Linked DNA regions of Mus musculus: region 2 is linked to region 1. A link is a contact called in public HiChIP or PLAC-seq data. All regions are on one chromosome and are shown on one strand. Each heading gives the region's core, a stretch centred on a gene start, on an enhancer-like site or on the middle of the called end of the contact. The rest is flanking DNA. Distances are from core to core; before and after follow the strand shown. Region 1 holds the start of Als2 (alsin Rho guanine nucleotide exchange factor). Region 2 has its middle 6.4 kb from the start of Gm33774.

Evidence for each region. HiChIP or PLAC-seq counts read pairs in DNA pulled down with a chosen protein or histone mark.
Region 2: a contact with region 1 is called in an H3K27ac HiChIP or PLAC-seq map of the NIH/3T3 cell line, with 2.6 times the contacts expected there. The contact joins the enhancer-like site here to the promoter of Als2 in region 1. A contact is called at or near these places in 18 of 39 promoter capture datasets (the C10 cell line, the HPC-7 cell line, HPC-7-derived erythroid cells and 13 more), 1 of 15 datasets of contacts at CTCF or cohesin (large pre-B cells), 12 of 484 Hi-C or Micro-C datasets (CD4 T cells, the G1E-ER4 cell line, the N1E-115 cell line and 8 more), 12 of 115 datasets of contacts at active chromatin or transcription factors (the NIH/3T3 cell line, bone marrow-derived macrophages, differentiating embryonic stem cells and 5 more) and 1 of 9 other capture datasets (liver).

What each region holds. Positions count from the first base shown.
Region 1 is chr1:59,235,665-59,238,919 of GRCm38.p6, forward strand. Als2 (alsin Rho guanine nucleotide exchange factor) reads right to left here and starts at 1,567. Exons shown (of 34, transcript NM_028717.6): 1 at 1,491-1,567. Gm33667 (predicted gene, 33667) reads left to right here and starts at 1,691. Exons shown (of 2, transcript NR_168353.1): 1 at 1,691-2,089; 2 at 3,021-3,255.
Region 2 is chr1:59,463,444-59,466,698 of GRCm38.p6, forward strand. No RefSeq gene overlaps it. Among named protein-coding and RNA genes, the nearest start is that of Gm33774, 6.4 kb to the left of the region's middle. Within about 2 kb of position 1,593, at least 49 of the 459 cell types and tissues checked have an H3K27ac peak or open chromatin away from gene starts, as enhancers often do. A contact at or near this core is called in the NIH/3T3 cell line, bone marrow-derived macrophages, cerebral cortex and 1 more, where this site is marked.

The DNA.
Region 1 (3,255 bases), core at 317-2,816:
AACCAAAAATATAAAGTAAACAAGAAATCTTTCACTGATTTCATTACCTAACACATTGTGATGGCTGTTCCTGGTTGTCAACTTGACTACATCTGGAACAAACTACAATGCAGAAATGGATGGCTCACCTGTGATCCAGATCTTGAGGCTAGACTACACAGGCTTTTGACCCACATCTTGACATGGGACAACACAAGTCTTGAGGCATAGTGGTCATGAAAAGCTTAGGCCCAGGCAAAGTAGAACACGCCTTTAATCCCAGGAGAATGAGGCAAGCAGATCTCCGAGTTCAAGGCTAGCCTGGGACAAAGCAAATTCCAAATCCAGGGGTAATGGCACACACCTTTAATCTGGGTCACACCTTCTGCTAGAGGCCTACATAAGGACATTGGAAGAAGGAAGGCTCTCTCTCCTTTGCCTGCCTGCACTCCTTTGCCATCGAATCTATTGGAACCTACTTCTTCAGGATTCCAGCTTATCCAGAAGACCAGCTAAAATAACTACCCTCGTGGGACTGAGCAACTATTAGATTCTTGGACTTCCCATTCCCGTTGTTGGGCTAGTTGGACTGTAAACTGTATATCACTATGATAAATTCCCTTAATATATACATTTCATAAGTTTTGTGACTCTAGAGAACACTAATACATACAGGTATATGATAAAAAACAAAAAAGTATGGCCTACTGTTTTTTTGCATTTTTGTACCTGCTCCAAATAAACCTACATCACACAAGTTTATCCTTGACAGTCATTTAAAAAACAGATACAAATATAAGAACAACAGAGTAACAACCTTAATTTGGGTACAGCAGTCAGTTAATCTATAAGAAAGTGCTGCTCTTGACCACCCAATTCAACCAGTGTGTTTTCCCTCTTTGGTAACCACAGAAGTACTAAACAGTAGCTTGCCTCTACAAATCTACAGTTGCTTGTCTGCAAATAGCCCTGTTACCTGGAGGACCAACATCAATGTGAGGACCATTTCCTCAAGATCGCTCCAGTGTTCTTTCCTGTCTTCACGATGATTCCTTTGATGACTTGATACATTTAGGGATTTGGTCAAACTACCACTGATTAATACCAAAGTCCTTTTCATTTTCAGCAAACGCTGTTTCAAACCACAGACCCTCCCCGCCCCCCTTCACTTTTCCCCACGATATGCATCCTGGGGCAAACCCACCTAGGACACTCAGCAAGGTTCACTGTCTAGCCAGCTGGGCGCCCACTGTGGGCATTCAAAAAACCCTCTGAGCGGATGGGCGTAAGCAGCGTGGGTGGAGGCGGGAAGAGGGGACCCGAAGGAATGCCACACAGCTCCGACCACGGCAGTGGGGCGCTGGGACCCGGAGGGTGGGACCCGGGCCGAGCCACCACGTCCGGAGCTCTTCACAGGCAGGCGCCGTCCCCGCAGGCCAGCCCAGCGCGCTCCCGCACCTCCGCCGACCCGCCTTCGAACCCAAGGACCGCCCGGACCCGCGCGGGCTCACCTGACGCTCCCGCAGCTCCGCGCTCTTCTCCCGGCGCGAGCCCGACTGCACCGCGGGTACGCGAGATCAGCTGATTCATGGGGGCGGGGCCTCCAGGTAGGGGCGGGGCCTCCGGCGGCGGGCTGGAGAGGCGGGCCCGCAGAATGGGTGGAGCTAGGCAAGAGCCGGTGACGGCGTCCGACAGGGATCAAGATTGCTCCGAACGCATCAGTGACTGCAGGCAAACCATTCAGTCAGGGCAGAACCAATCGTCCTAGGGCGGGCGCACTTTAGAAGCAACCGAAGACTCAGTGAAAGGACCTAACTCAATAAGCGTTTCCATGGTAACGATAGGCCGCGCTTGAGGATGGAAACTACTGCAAGTTTTGTTACCTCCTCAAACTGCGAGAAATGAAGAGAAAATCTTACCTATCAGAACATGGCTGCACACGTCTGTAATCCCAACATTTGTGAGATGAAGGCAGCAGGATCAGGAATTCGAGGCCAGCCTTGAGAACGTGTCTCAAGAGAAATAACAAAAGTGAAAATACGAGCTACCTTTAAGCTGCATGACGTCATCTCTTCCCGAGTGTGCCTTTGCCGCGTGTCCACCTTAAACGGTAAAGAGTAGGAAGAAACTATTTCCTCAGGGCTCCTCAATATACAGCGTTAAAATTGTTTTTGCTTGCTTCTTAGTCTCACTACCATCCATACTTGTCACGGTCGCAATCCTCCCGCTGCACCCCTAAGTGCTCCCTTGAATGTTTTGTGTAACAGATGCTCTCAGAACACAAGCCAGAGAGAAATCTGCTGCTACAGAGTGTGCATCGCGGAACCTACAGAGTTACATTTATTTACTCATTAAAGATAGATATATTCCCCGAATCGAATGCCCCTGCGTACAAATTCCCAACTGGTTCCTCCAACTCAGGGTCTCTCACCAGAGCCTTATCAACTTCAGTGCTAGAACAGAAAAGTGTACAGCCTTGAGAATGGCGCCACCAAATGGTACAAACCAGGGATGTCCTGCAGTTAATGAAGCCTGGACTCTGGCCGCCCTAACAAGCTACCTGTCCTCCATAACACAGCTAAAAAAGACAACAGTGAAAGAAATTTATTCAATGAGACTGCACTAGGAAAAAGAACTAAGGGGCTGGTTCAGTAAACCCCCTAAGTCTATCTTTGGAGCCTTGACATAAGTAGAAGGCTCAAGGTGTGATCTTGCCCATGGTAAACACATCTTGGTTGGTCCTGCAAAGCAAACTGACAAGTTGTCAGAACTAAGAACCAAGCTCTCCTGATGGTTTGCACCCAGAAACCCAATCTCTTCCTTCTCCAGTGAGACTCTTGAGGAAATCTAGTTCTTTGGGGCCCATTATCCTGTTAGTCCACTAGTCAAAAGGAGGGGCACACGTGTCTCTCCTCAGAATATCTTCACTCCTCTCAGGATGGTCACACAGCTTCAGCTGAGACATCCGTGTGGCCAAAGTATTTCGGAGCCTACACCAGTCATTTATACACTAAGATCTTATCTCCTAATTCTCTCCCCAGGTAACCTTGCCCTCGGGAGCTCTCAATCCCTTACTGAGCTCTACCCTGCCCGCCTCCTTTGATAAAAATGAAAAATAAATGTCTTCATCTACAGTTCTGAGGCAAGAGAGACTCCCAGAGGTGAACTTCCTTCATTCCCTCTAGCTGCTACCAAAGTATCCACCTGCAACTGAAGTCTTCCTTTTCCTGTCCTGAAAAGAAACGTTTTGTCCTCTCAGGCTAATCCTGGCCCTGG
Region 2 (3,255 bases), core at 343-2,842, 230 kb after region 1:
AGTCCTTTCCCTTAGTTTTCATCCGTGTAGTTTTCTAGACTGGAATGGTATTTTAAGGACTTTTATTGTTATTTTAATTGTGTATAGGATGTGGTAGGAGTGAGTATATGCATGGAGGTCGGGGGAGTTCCGAGGACAGAGAGATGTCCGACGCTCCTGGAGCTGTCGTGACAGGCAGCTGACATGGGTCCTAGGAACCAAAATTAGTTCCCTGCAAATGCAGTATGTGCTCCTGGCCACTGAGCCGGCATTACCCTGGGCCACTGGAATAGTTAAAGAGTTAGTGCATCTTCACATCAGGAGACTAATAGGTCCATTTATTTCAGCGTCTCTCCTTTCTTCTGCTAACGCTCGGGTAAACCCAATACTTTTAAACTTTCTTTGTTTATTATTATATGTGGGGTAGAGGGGCAGGGGAGCACATGAATGCCTCAAAAGTCAGGACAAGTCAGTTCTCTGTTCCTATTTTTTCGTGACTGAATCCAGGTCTGCAGGCTTGTGCAACAAGTACCTTTAGCCACTGAGCTATGGTGTCCACCTTCCCTTTAAAATGATGTCTTAAAGCATTTGCAGTGTCACCGTGTTGCTGAAAAGTGATTCTATGTGTACATACACACAGAATATGTATGTGTCTAGAATACATGTCAGCTGTTAGCCACTGGCTATTTTCAGATGGTAACAACAATAGCTCACTCTTATTATGGTCTCAGTATGAGTCAAGCATTGTCTCCAAGCCCTTCACATGAATCGTTTGCTTCGGAAAGAGTGGGCACACTCGGGGATCCATTTTACAAGGGAGGAACCTGGAGCGTGGTGATGCCTCCTGCAGTTTACATGCCAGCCAAGGGTTGGGTTATGAATCAAAACCAGGAGCCCGGGCTGTAGAGTCTGTGTGTTTAGTCACTGCTGTACGTGTTCTCCGTAGGATAGCTAGGCCTCGGGTGGTTTTCATTGTGTTTGAAATTTTAATTGATGATCATGTGCGACTTTTTTTTTTTTAAGGTCAAATGGTGAAAGGGCTCAGTGGGTGAAGGCAGTTGTCTCTGACAGCCAGAGTTCCATCCCCAGAAGCCAGAGTAAGAGAAGACTAACACAAGTTGAGTTGTCCTCTGATCTCCAACGTCCACTGTGCTATGTTCACACAAACAAACACACACACACACACACACACACACACACAGAGAGAGAGAAAGAGAGAGAGAGAGAGAGAGAGAGAGAGAGAGAGAGGGGGGGGGGGAATAAATAAGTGATTTTAAAACTCTGTTTAAAAGGTCATTAAGCTCCTGCATGTTACCCAAGCTCACAGAGCAGAGCTAAGTGATTGGTGTTCCTCTCCTCTCACAAATCTAGGCAGGCTCCCTGGAGGAGGTGAGAGAGGAAGTTCAGCAGAGTAACTCATCCACAGCCCACCCAGGCTTTGGAGCCATCGATAGGCTGAGATTTTAATGCTCGTCATTGCGAAAGAATGACTCAAGATTTTTACTGACTGTGTAAATTAGCAGGAAGAAAGGAAACGCCTTCATCCCGATGGGGAGAGAGCACGCAGGAGAGAAGAGGTCAAGAGGGCCCAGCCATACACAGTCAGGAACCCAGGTGACTGTACGGCCGAACAATTTACCCAACAGACACAGCTTCATTTGAAATGACACACGTCCCCAGTGTGAGCCACTCCTCATCCAAGCACTGGCAGTAAAGGCAGAAACGGAGAGCAGCTCCCAGGAGGGGGAGGAACATCTATTTCGTGTCATCTGGGAATGGCACCCATCTACAGTCCTATCTCTTTGACAGTGTGACTCTAAAGCCTCTGTCACTGTCACTCAAAGGAGAATGTAATGACTAAAGGAGAGAAGGGCCACCGGTGCCCAGCCCCTGACACAGAGACAGAGAGGGACAGAGAAGTTAATAAATAAAACAAGAGCCCGAAGGGAAGAGCCTGCTTTGTCAGAATATAAATATTTCCCTTCCCCTTTTATCTTTAATGTAGTGTGAGAAGCTTATTAAAGGGAAATGCCTGCTGTCCCTGGAGCCCTCGCGGGAGCTTGTGGGAAGCTGCACACTCGGCCTGAGCACAGGCTTCTAAACTCTTCCCTGCTGGAAGCGAGTGGAGAGTGTGGAGCAATAAAGAAGGGCTGGGGAAGAAAGGGAAGCCATTGTGGCCACTAGAATCCTGATCTGGATGGGCCTGGCATCACATTCTGTTCGTCACTGGAAGCCGCTGAGAGATAGATGGTGGCTGAGGAAGGCCCGTTTGCTCAAGGATTTGGCCTCAAATTCAGAGAGATGCTCACATTTCTAGACTTACCCTCGGCAGCGCTAGAAGAGGGACACCGGGTTTAGACAAAGGAGGGTTTGTCCACAGGGGTGAGCGAGGGAGCACTCTGGGGATCCACAGAGGAGCCTCTGTGGTTGCACCCTCATATTTACAAGACAGCTGACATAGGCAGTCCCAATGTCCAGCCAAAAACATCCTGTTCCTGCAGAATAGAGAACGCTCCCCCTTCATGGCTTTCTTAAAAACCTTAAAAGGGGGTGGGCACAGACCTGCGCCTCATAGATATCCAGCATGCTACTTTTGGTTTTGAGATAAGGTCTCAGGTAGCTCATGTTGGCCTTGAAGTCACCATATAATCAAGGAAGGCACTGAACTTTATACCCGCTACCTCAAGGACCGGGACTGCAGGGATGTGTGCGGTGCTGGGACTGAACCAGGTTCCGCGTGCATACTGGGTAAATACCAACTGAGCTATGCTTCCAGCCAGAAACCCAATAAGTTTGAATGGCTTTCCATAAGGCTGTGCTGATTTTGTGTAACACCCTCGTCTATCTGTAAGGACAAGCACAGGGCCTGGCTCACACGGCTTTGAAGAAAGGTAAAGATCCATATGGCATTTGATAACAATGAAAATGTTAATTTTTTTTTTCCTGTTCACCATTTCTGCTGGGGTCTTCTGTTCTGGTCAGGATTTGAGTTCTCTTGGGCTTTGGGGACTATCAACATTGCCAGCATCTGGAGATATTCAGTCATGTGACTAGAGAAAGCCAGGAGGAAGGCCATTCATGCATCAGGTGCCACAGTAGGGGGCAAAGAGAAGAGCTAACGTTTGCTGCCGGAGGATGTTTCTATTACCTCATTTTTCTCGATAACTCTCCCAAGAGAGCTGGCCCTGGCCACTTAATTCTATACCACCCTCCTCCCGACCCTACCCCAGCCACACTCCCATGGATTCTGGTTACATCGATGTCTTCAGTGGAACA